Linked DNA regions of Zea mays: region 1 is linked to region 2. Evidence: chromatin contacts called from public Hi-C data. All regions are on one chromosome and are shown on one strand. Each heading gives the region's core, a stretch centred on a gene start, on an enhancer-like site or on the middle of the called end of the contact. The rest is flanking DNA. Distances are from core to core; before and after follow the strand shown.

The links. A called contact is a pair of places that touch in the nucleus more often than the background predicts.
Region 1: a contact with region 2 is called in a Hi-C map of ear, with 2.0 times the contacts expected there. The contact joins the promoter of LOC100276769 here to the promoter of LOC100194045 in region 2. A contact is called at or near these places in 2 of 25 Hi-C or Micro-C datasets (ear and tassel).

The regions. Positions count from the first base shown.
Region 1 is chr4:189,302,681-189,306,092 of Zm-B73-REFERENCE-NAM-5.0, forward strand. LOC100276769 (Hypoxia-responsive family protein) reads right to left here and starts at 2,147. Exons shown (of 2, transcript NM_001150483.1): 1 at 2,006-2,147; 2 at 1,315-1,865. The coding sequence starts at 2,066. The coding sequence ends at 1,597.
Region 2 is chr4:189,100,892-189,104,527 of Zm-B73-REFERENCE-NAM-5.0, forward strand. It overlaps LOC100194045 (SWR1 complex subunit 6), which reads right to left and starts at 2,267. Exons shown (of 4, transcript NM_001359382.1): 1 at 2,026-2,267; 2 at 1,084-1,186; 3 at 460-563; 4 at 1-361. The coding sequence starts at 2,136. The coding sequence ends at 158.

The DNA of each region.
Region 1 (3,412 bases), core at 897-3,396, 200 kb after region 2:
CGGGAGAAAGCTAGGGGACTCGTAGTTTTGGTCTGGTCTTATGAATATTAAGGAATAATTCTTGAGATTGGGAAGCAGGTTTCGAGTAAGTGACATCCGTGTAACTAGGTTCTGGGTCGACAGATGGATTCTGAATACACCGCTTAAGGACCACTTCCTAAACCTTTTAAACATCGTGCGTAAGAAGAATGGTTTAGTCAAAAATTTACTAGTAAATGTTCCTTTGCGATAATCTAGAGAAAAGATTTATAGGGGGTCGCAATGTACTTACTTTTAATGGACACCCTCTTAAATCTCAATAGGTTGTTTTAGAAGCTAAAACTCCCTCTCAAAATTAAAATTTTCTCGTGATACTTAGGGAGGAACGTTAATTTCACTAAAGACAACTTAGCTAAGCGTAGATGTAGATATAGTATGAAATGCAGTTTTTTTTATCAAGTTGAGAATAATATCCAACACCTTTCTTTGATTGTTATCTTGCTACAAATAATTGGAGAATCGTTAATAGACCTTCTAGTATTAATCATCTAACTAGAAATCGGTATGCTAACAAGGGAACCACAAATAGAAAAGACTCATAATGTTTTGGGCCATTTGGCTTTATGGTAATGATGTGGTCTTTTCTAGTAAACGAATACCATTATCCATGCATGTTCTTTTCTAGGGAACATTTTGAAGATTATTGCAGAAAGAAGATCATTGTGAGGTCCTTGCGGTGTGTCGACTACTAGAGCCTTAGAGGGGGTGACCATGAAGATGTCCGCAAGATATGGATACTATACTAGAGGAATATTGAGTGGTTCTTTCTAAGGATTCCTCTTTTTTTTATTTTATGGTGGATGTTTAGTTAATTCTCGATCTGTAATAGCCGTATGTAGGAGTGTGCATAAGGATGGAACATTTTTCTTCCATAATAATAAAATATATAAACTTGGCTGGAAGGACAGTACAACCATTTTCCTGTCATAAGGACCCCTATAATTAGACTAGGATACAATGATTTGGATATATGATTGCATGGATATGTTATATAAAATGGATGAAGGGAAGGATCGTCATGAATGGACCAGCGGTAGGTAGGTTGAGGCTTGAGAGGGACTTTGCAACCTGAAGAAAAGACTTGTGTTAGTGTGTTAGGGGAAAAACCACTATCCTCCCACTCACCCGATATGTGGGCCCTCGCTCGGTCTCTTTCGAAGTATATGCATATGGCTGAATAATATATGGAATGGTACGTGCCATGGGGAGAGAAAAAAGGGCACAAAGGTCTCTCTCTCTAAAAGTACTACAAACAGGGATTACAAAAAATGGGACTTTTTTTTTTGAAATCTAGAGTACTATTAACGAGTGAAAACGAAGTACGGTAACGCATAACAGGCCACACATACATGGGCTAGCTGCTTCCTGGGTTTATGGGCCGTGACGAACAGGATCAGGCGCCACGTCATGTATCATTGATTGGCAAACAGGCATGCAATTATTATTATTGCTACTAGTACTAATTAATCTATTTATTGTCCCTCTTCCTTCCTTCTCTCTGATCTGATGTATGCATCTGAAGGCTCACTGGTCACTCACTGCTAGTCTGCCCTGCCACTACCAGCTCCAGCGCTCGTTCTCGTTGCCCTCGGCGTCGGTGGCCGGCGGCAGCTGGGATTTGAAGCCGTAGTCCAGGTCCTCCTGCCTCTGCCTCCTCTCGCTGCTGCCGTAATAGCGGTGCGCGAGCGCGGCTCCCCCGAGCACGGCGAGCGTGAGCGCCTGGGCGTGCATCCTGGCGTGGATGAGGCGCAGGCTCGTGGCCCGCGCCGGCGCCCTCCGCCGGCTGTACGCCACGGACGCGCCCACCGCCGTCGCCCACACGGCTCCTGTCGTACACACGCGCAGCATGTCTAGTCAGTGAACGGTGGTGGATCTAGGATAGCGCACCATTGCCGGCCGGGCTGCAGGGTCTGATCTGCTGTCGATGGATGGGTGTTCGGTCGGTGCCACTAATTAATTAACTCACCGATGGACGAGAGCTTGTGTTCCTCCACCCAGGACTGCACCGACGAGCTCATCCGCTCCATCTCTCTGTCTGTCTGTCTGTCTTCCTCCCTCCCTCGATCTTGGTCTGCTGCTGCTGCTGCTCTTGGATTTCGCGGATGCGTGCCAGTGATGGATGCAGCCAGGTGAGCTACTTATAGCCAGCCAGGTGCCGAGATGACCCTGCCTGCCACGCCATGGAAGAGGGGGGAACAAACGGGCGGAGACGACGAAACCAGAGGCGCCCCGGCCTTCCGTTTCTCCCCGGTTTCCCTAGCTTCTTGTGGGCACGCACGGCCGGCGTAGGCCACTCCCCTTTCTGTTGGCGTGGTGGCCGCAGCACGTACCCAGGTTACGAATTCGCTGGATTGCCATCATTTACAAGTGCAATTTGGACCCAAACAAACAAGAATCGTTAATTAAAATTTCAAACCTTCGGGGCTCTAACTATAGATTTACCTATATTAAAGTTCCCATCCATGGATGGCCACCAGAGTACACGCAGTATTTATTTTTTTGTCAAATCCGGTCTTTACAATTATTACATACGTTGTGCGATTTGTAGATAGTGTATTTTCGAAGTGGGCTAAACTGCAATTACAACTGTCACAACACTAGATTATCAAAATCCCAATGGCCCATGATAATAGCATAATGACAAACCAACACATTAACTCTACTGTTTATTAGGTGTCCATACATTGCTATATTTTCTATATATTATATAGGTATATCTTATCTAAATGGAAATTTTGTTCAAACATGTTATAAGCATTTACAATGATGTATGTCTCTATTAGAACTAGTTATCATGTCCGATCTCACCACATCTACCATATAACCTATATAAATGCAATTTTATTTCGAGTGAGAAACTATATGTCAATCCTCGCGTCGTCTCTCCTAAGGTGGAGGTGGCTCATACGGTACTAAACCCTACCCTAGTCATCGCCCCCTTTCCCCCTCACTTTGCCTTGATGTCACTAGAGTAACCAGCTATTGACACCTTTTTCGGGTGCCAAACACTCAACAAGAACCGGCGGCGGTGCTCTCTGCACAGGCGCGGACGGTCCGCGACCAGGGACCGGACGGTCCGCGACCTGGAGCAGGGGCAAAGGTTCCCTGCCTGACGGCCGGACGGTCCGCGCCTACAGGCCGGACGGTCCACGCGTGCGCAGGGGGTGGCGAAGGTCGCCGGCGGCGCCTGGATCTTGCTCCCGGGAGGGACCCCGTCGGGGAGGAGAGATCCTAGGTGTTGTCTAGGCTCGGCAGGCCGACCTAGACTCCTCTAATCGACGTAGAGTCGAAGAGAGGCGGAGAATTTGGAGATTGAGAGGCTAAACTAGAACTAGACTAGAACTATTCCTAATGCGTAAGATAAAAACGAGAA
Region 2 (3,636 bases), core at 1,017-3,516:
AGTACACTACTGAGAAAATGGTTTTCTACAACTTACCAAACCCCCACCTACAGAGTAGGATACATAGTCAGCAAGTATATCATACTGATCAGAGCACATATGAACAGCCATTAGGATGTGGACATACATCAAATGTAGCTTATACATATCCAGCCGATCAAGCCACAAACTTCAGGCAGCGTGTATCATTGTGTATGACTTGACAGCGGCATGAACAGAACCGCGTCCCACACCTCACGCATGTGTAGGTTGCAGAGCTACCGCAAACTGAGCAGTAGTGGCGTCGAGATGAAGTGCTCGGTGGACCCACAGCAGCCCTTGAATATGTTGGCACATGAGGAGGAACGGACTCCAAATTTGCCTGTTCCAGTTCAAGATTGGAGAATGTCTGGGTATCCTTACTTATGAAATAGACATGGAAGGAAAGAAAAAAAAAACTTACAGTACAAGACTACTTACTTCTTGTAGCACATCCATGAGTGATCTTGCTGCCCTCTTCTCCAAAGCTTTCCCTTGCCTTGTTTTACGTTTCATGATCTTGGACTGTTTTTTTTGCATGAGAACTGTATCGAGGAAAGCAGAAAACAGAAGTTTGGCTTACATCAATGAACTTCAGTTTATCAGCGGGTAGAGCATTTGAGTTGAACCCAGGAACCTTTGCAGTTTACGAGCTGTAGCACGTGGAGTTCAAGGATATATAAATGCTGACTTCAGAGGCGTTTTCAGATGCTAATAACACAGCCACAGTATGAACGATTTGTGGTGTTATTATTCGTGGCAGAAATGAAAGTATATATCTTTCAAATATTGCCTTTCAGGATAGTTTTAATCTTCTTTATCGAATCATTTGCGAAAACAAGTAGTAGGTAATGTTGTTGTTGTGTGTGTTTTTTTCTCCTTTGCAAAACTGATACTAGAAGCGATATCAACATGGACAAGTATTCTGGGTTTCACCACTCACAGTTTGCAAAGAGTGACGACAGTTTTTGCATTGAGTTTATACATGGCTACATGCTACAGCTACCCTATCATTTTCCACATCGTACCATTACTTTGAGAATAATAAATGAGAAAGAAACTGACCAGGGTCTTCTTCATCCGTGGATCCGTACTCATCATCATTAAGATCTACCACCTCGACCCCACCATTATCGCTCTCAAGAGCTTCAAGGCGAGCTAATGCAGCCTGAATGGCATTACAGATACAGAGGTGTTTCCATAATGAGGCAGCAAAACATAAAGGAGAATAGTTTCAGACACAGTAACTGATCAGCAAGTCAGCAACCTATAAGCACAAAATGGTCTCAATATGAATGGAATCTGAGTTAACACCTCAAATCCTTTGGTAAGGAGTCATGAGAAGGCACGGGTACAACAATACACATGGCACATAATAAGCAGTGTAAACCCAGGATAGAAATATGTTCCTTTTTTTTCTAGAGTCTATACTTAGACCCTGTTTGAATGCACTAGAGCTAATAATTAGCTGCTAAAATTAGCTGAAGACATCCGAATAACCCAACTAATAGTTTAGATATTATTTATTTTTAGTTAGAGACATCCAAACACTCTCATGTCTCATCTAATAGTCCAGCTAACCATTAGCTACACCCTCAACTATCCATTAGTTTAGTTATTAGTTGGTTCAACCCAGCTATAATTAGCTAATAGTTAGTCAACTATTTGTTAGTTAGCTAATTCTACTATCGATTTTTTAGACACATGACTATTTGCTCTAGTTCATAGGCGTAAGTAATAGTATTACCAAAACTACTTGTCGATGAGACCAATCCTTCTTCTAGAAAAAAAAAACATAAGGCCAATGCTTGATATGGTAATTTGATACTCCTAGATAGAATTGGATAGTATTTTTTGACCCCAGCACGTGCGGAGATAAAATATCGAGTGAGCTCTGCAACAGCAATTCTAATTTCAACACAGTGAATACTCGTAGACGAAAGGGAATTGACAAACTGTAGGGAAACAGCGGGGGAAGAGGAGCAACCAGTCCAATCCCACCGTTACCTGGGCGCGATTGTCCGAGCTGGCGAGCGCGGACGCCATGCGCGTGGCCATGCGGCGCGTGCGCGCGCTAGTCCGGCGGAACGGCCCGACGTTCTCCTCATCCCCATCCATCTCCGGTGACCAAACGACACAGGCAGCGGTGGGCGCTCCTTGCACTGGATGAGGAGACAGACAGGGGTAGGATTAAGCGCACGGCAGCGGCGGCGGCGGCCGGTGGACAGGGAGAACTGGGCATGGGTAGTGAGTGGGCTGGCTACTCCGTTGGATTCCCATGCGTGCGTAACGGATTGCTAGATATTGGGCCGGGCCGTCTGGTTGGTAGGCAACCGTGATGAAGCAAGAGCAAATTGAAGGAGTTTAATGTTTATACTTATTTTATTAGAGATGATATAGAAGATACGTATACTCTGTATTATTGCAGTATGGAAGCAACGACAGTCCCAAGGTGTGCTTGTACGATGATTATACCTCGCATCGTGTGGATGGGGATGCGTGCTTGATTGTGTGACCAGCCAGAAGTGAAGCCGAAACTATTCTGTCATTGCTCAGCTGGTGTGAAATTTTTCTTGTTAATAAAATGGTTTAAATTTTCCTGTCATATCTCTCTCTCTCTCTCACCACCAGGTTGCACCGTTATAACTTCCTTGTTAAATTGAACCGTCGCAGATAACTCATGACACTCCTGTACAAGGCGCCGTCGCCGGCGTAAACAAGTGCACCTGAGGACGGTACTCCGTATTTGCTGTGAGCCTATGAATCAGTAACTGATCCGTGATTGAACGGCAGTGGAGTACAAGCTCAGTCGGCCGCCACCAAAACTGACATCAGCGTGGCACCGCCTCGACGCCCAGACCCTCGCCGACGGCGCACGATGCGCCTCCAACCAGCTGCTCAAAGACCGCAGCATCAACCGGGGCAGCGCAGCAGCCGTCCCGCAGGATGTCCAGCAGCAGGGGACGCGCCCGTGCGACGTGGCCGCCGGCGCGCAGCGGGGCGACCAGCTCCGACAGCGCGGGCGCGTCCCAGCGCAGGCCCCGCCCGACGGCATCCCTCGCCACCTCCCTCGCGGCCTCCACGTCCCCGGCGGCCACGCACCCGGCGGCGACGACGCCGAAGGCCCGGGCGTCCGGCGGGCACCCGGCGCGCTCCATGCACCCCAGCATCCGGCGCGCGGCGGCCAGGTCGCCCCCGTCGCACAGCGCGCCGAGGTAGACGCCGTAGACGCGCGCGCACGGGACGAGCCCGCGCAGGAGCATTTCGTCGAACGCCTCCTCGACGGCGTCGAGCCGTCCGCGCTCGCGGAACGCGCGGAGCAGCTGCTCGAACTCCGGGAGGCCCGGGGCAACGCCGTCGGCGGCCATCCGCCTGGCCACGACCTCGTACGCCTCGGCGGCCATCCCCTCGCGCAGGAGCGCGCCGACGACGGCGTGATGGTCGGGCCGCGCCGGCGGGACGCCCCACCGGCGCATGTCGTCGAGGAAATCGAGCGCGTCCCGGGCCGGCGCGCCCCGGCGGCAGAGGGAGGCGAGGACCGCGCGGCAGTGGCAGGGGTCCGGGTCGAGGAGGAGCGGCGGCATGCAGCGGATGAGGTCCGCGGCGGCGGAGGGCTGG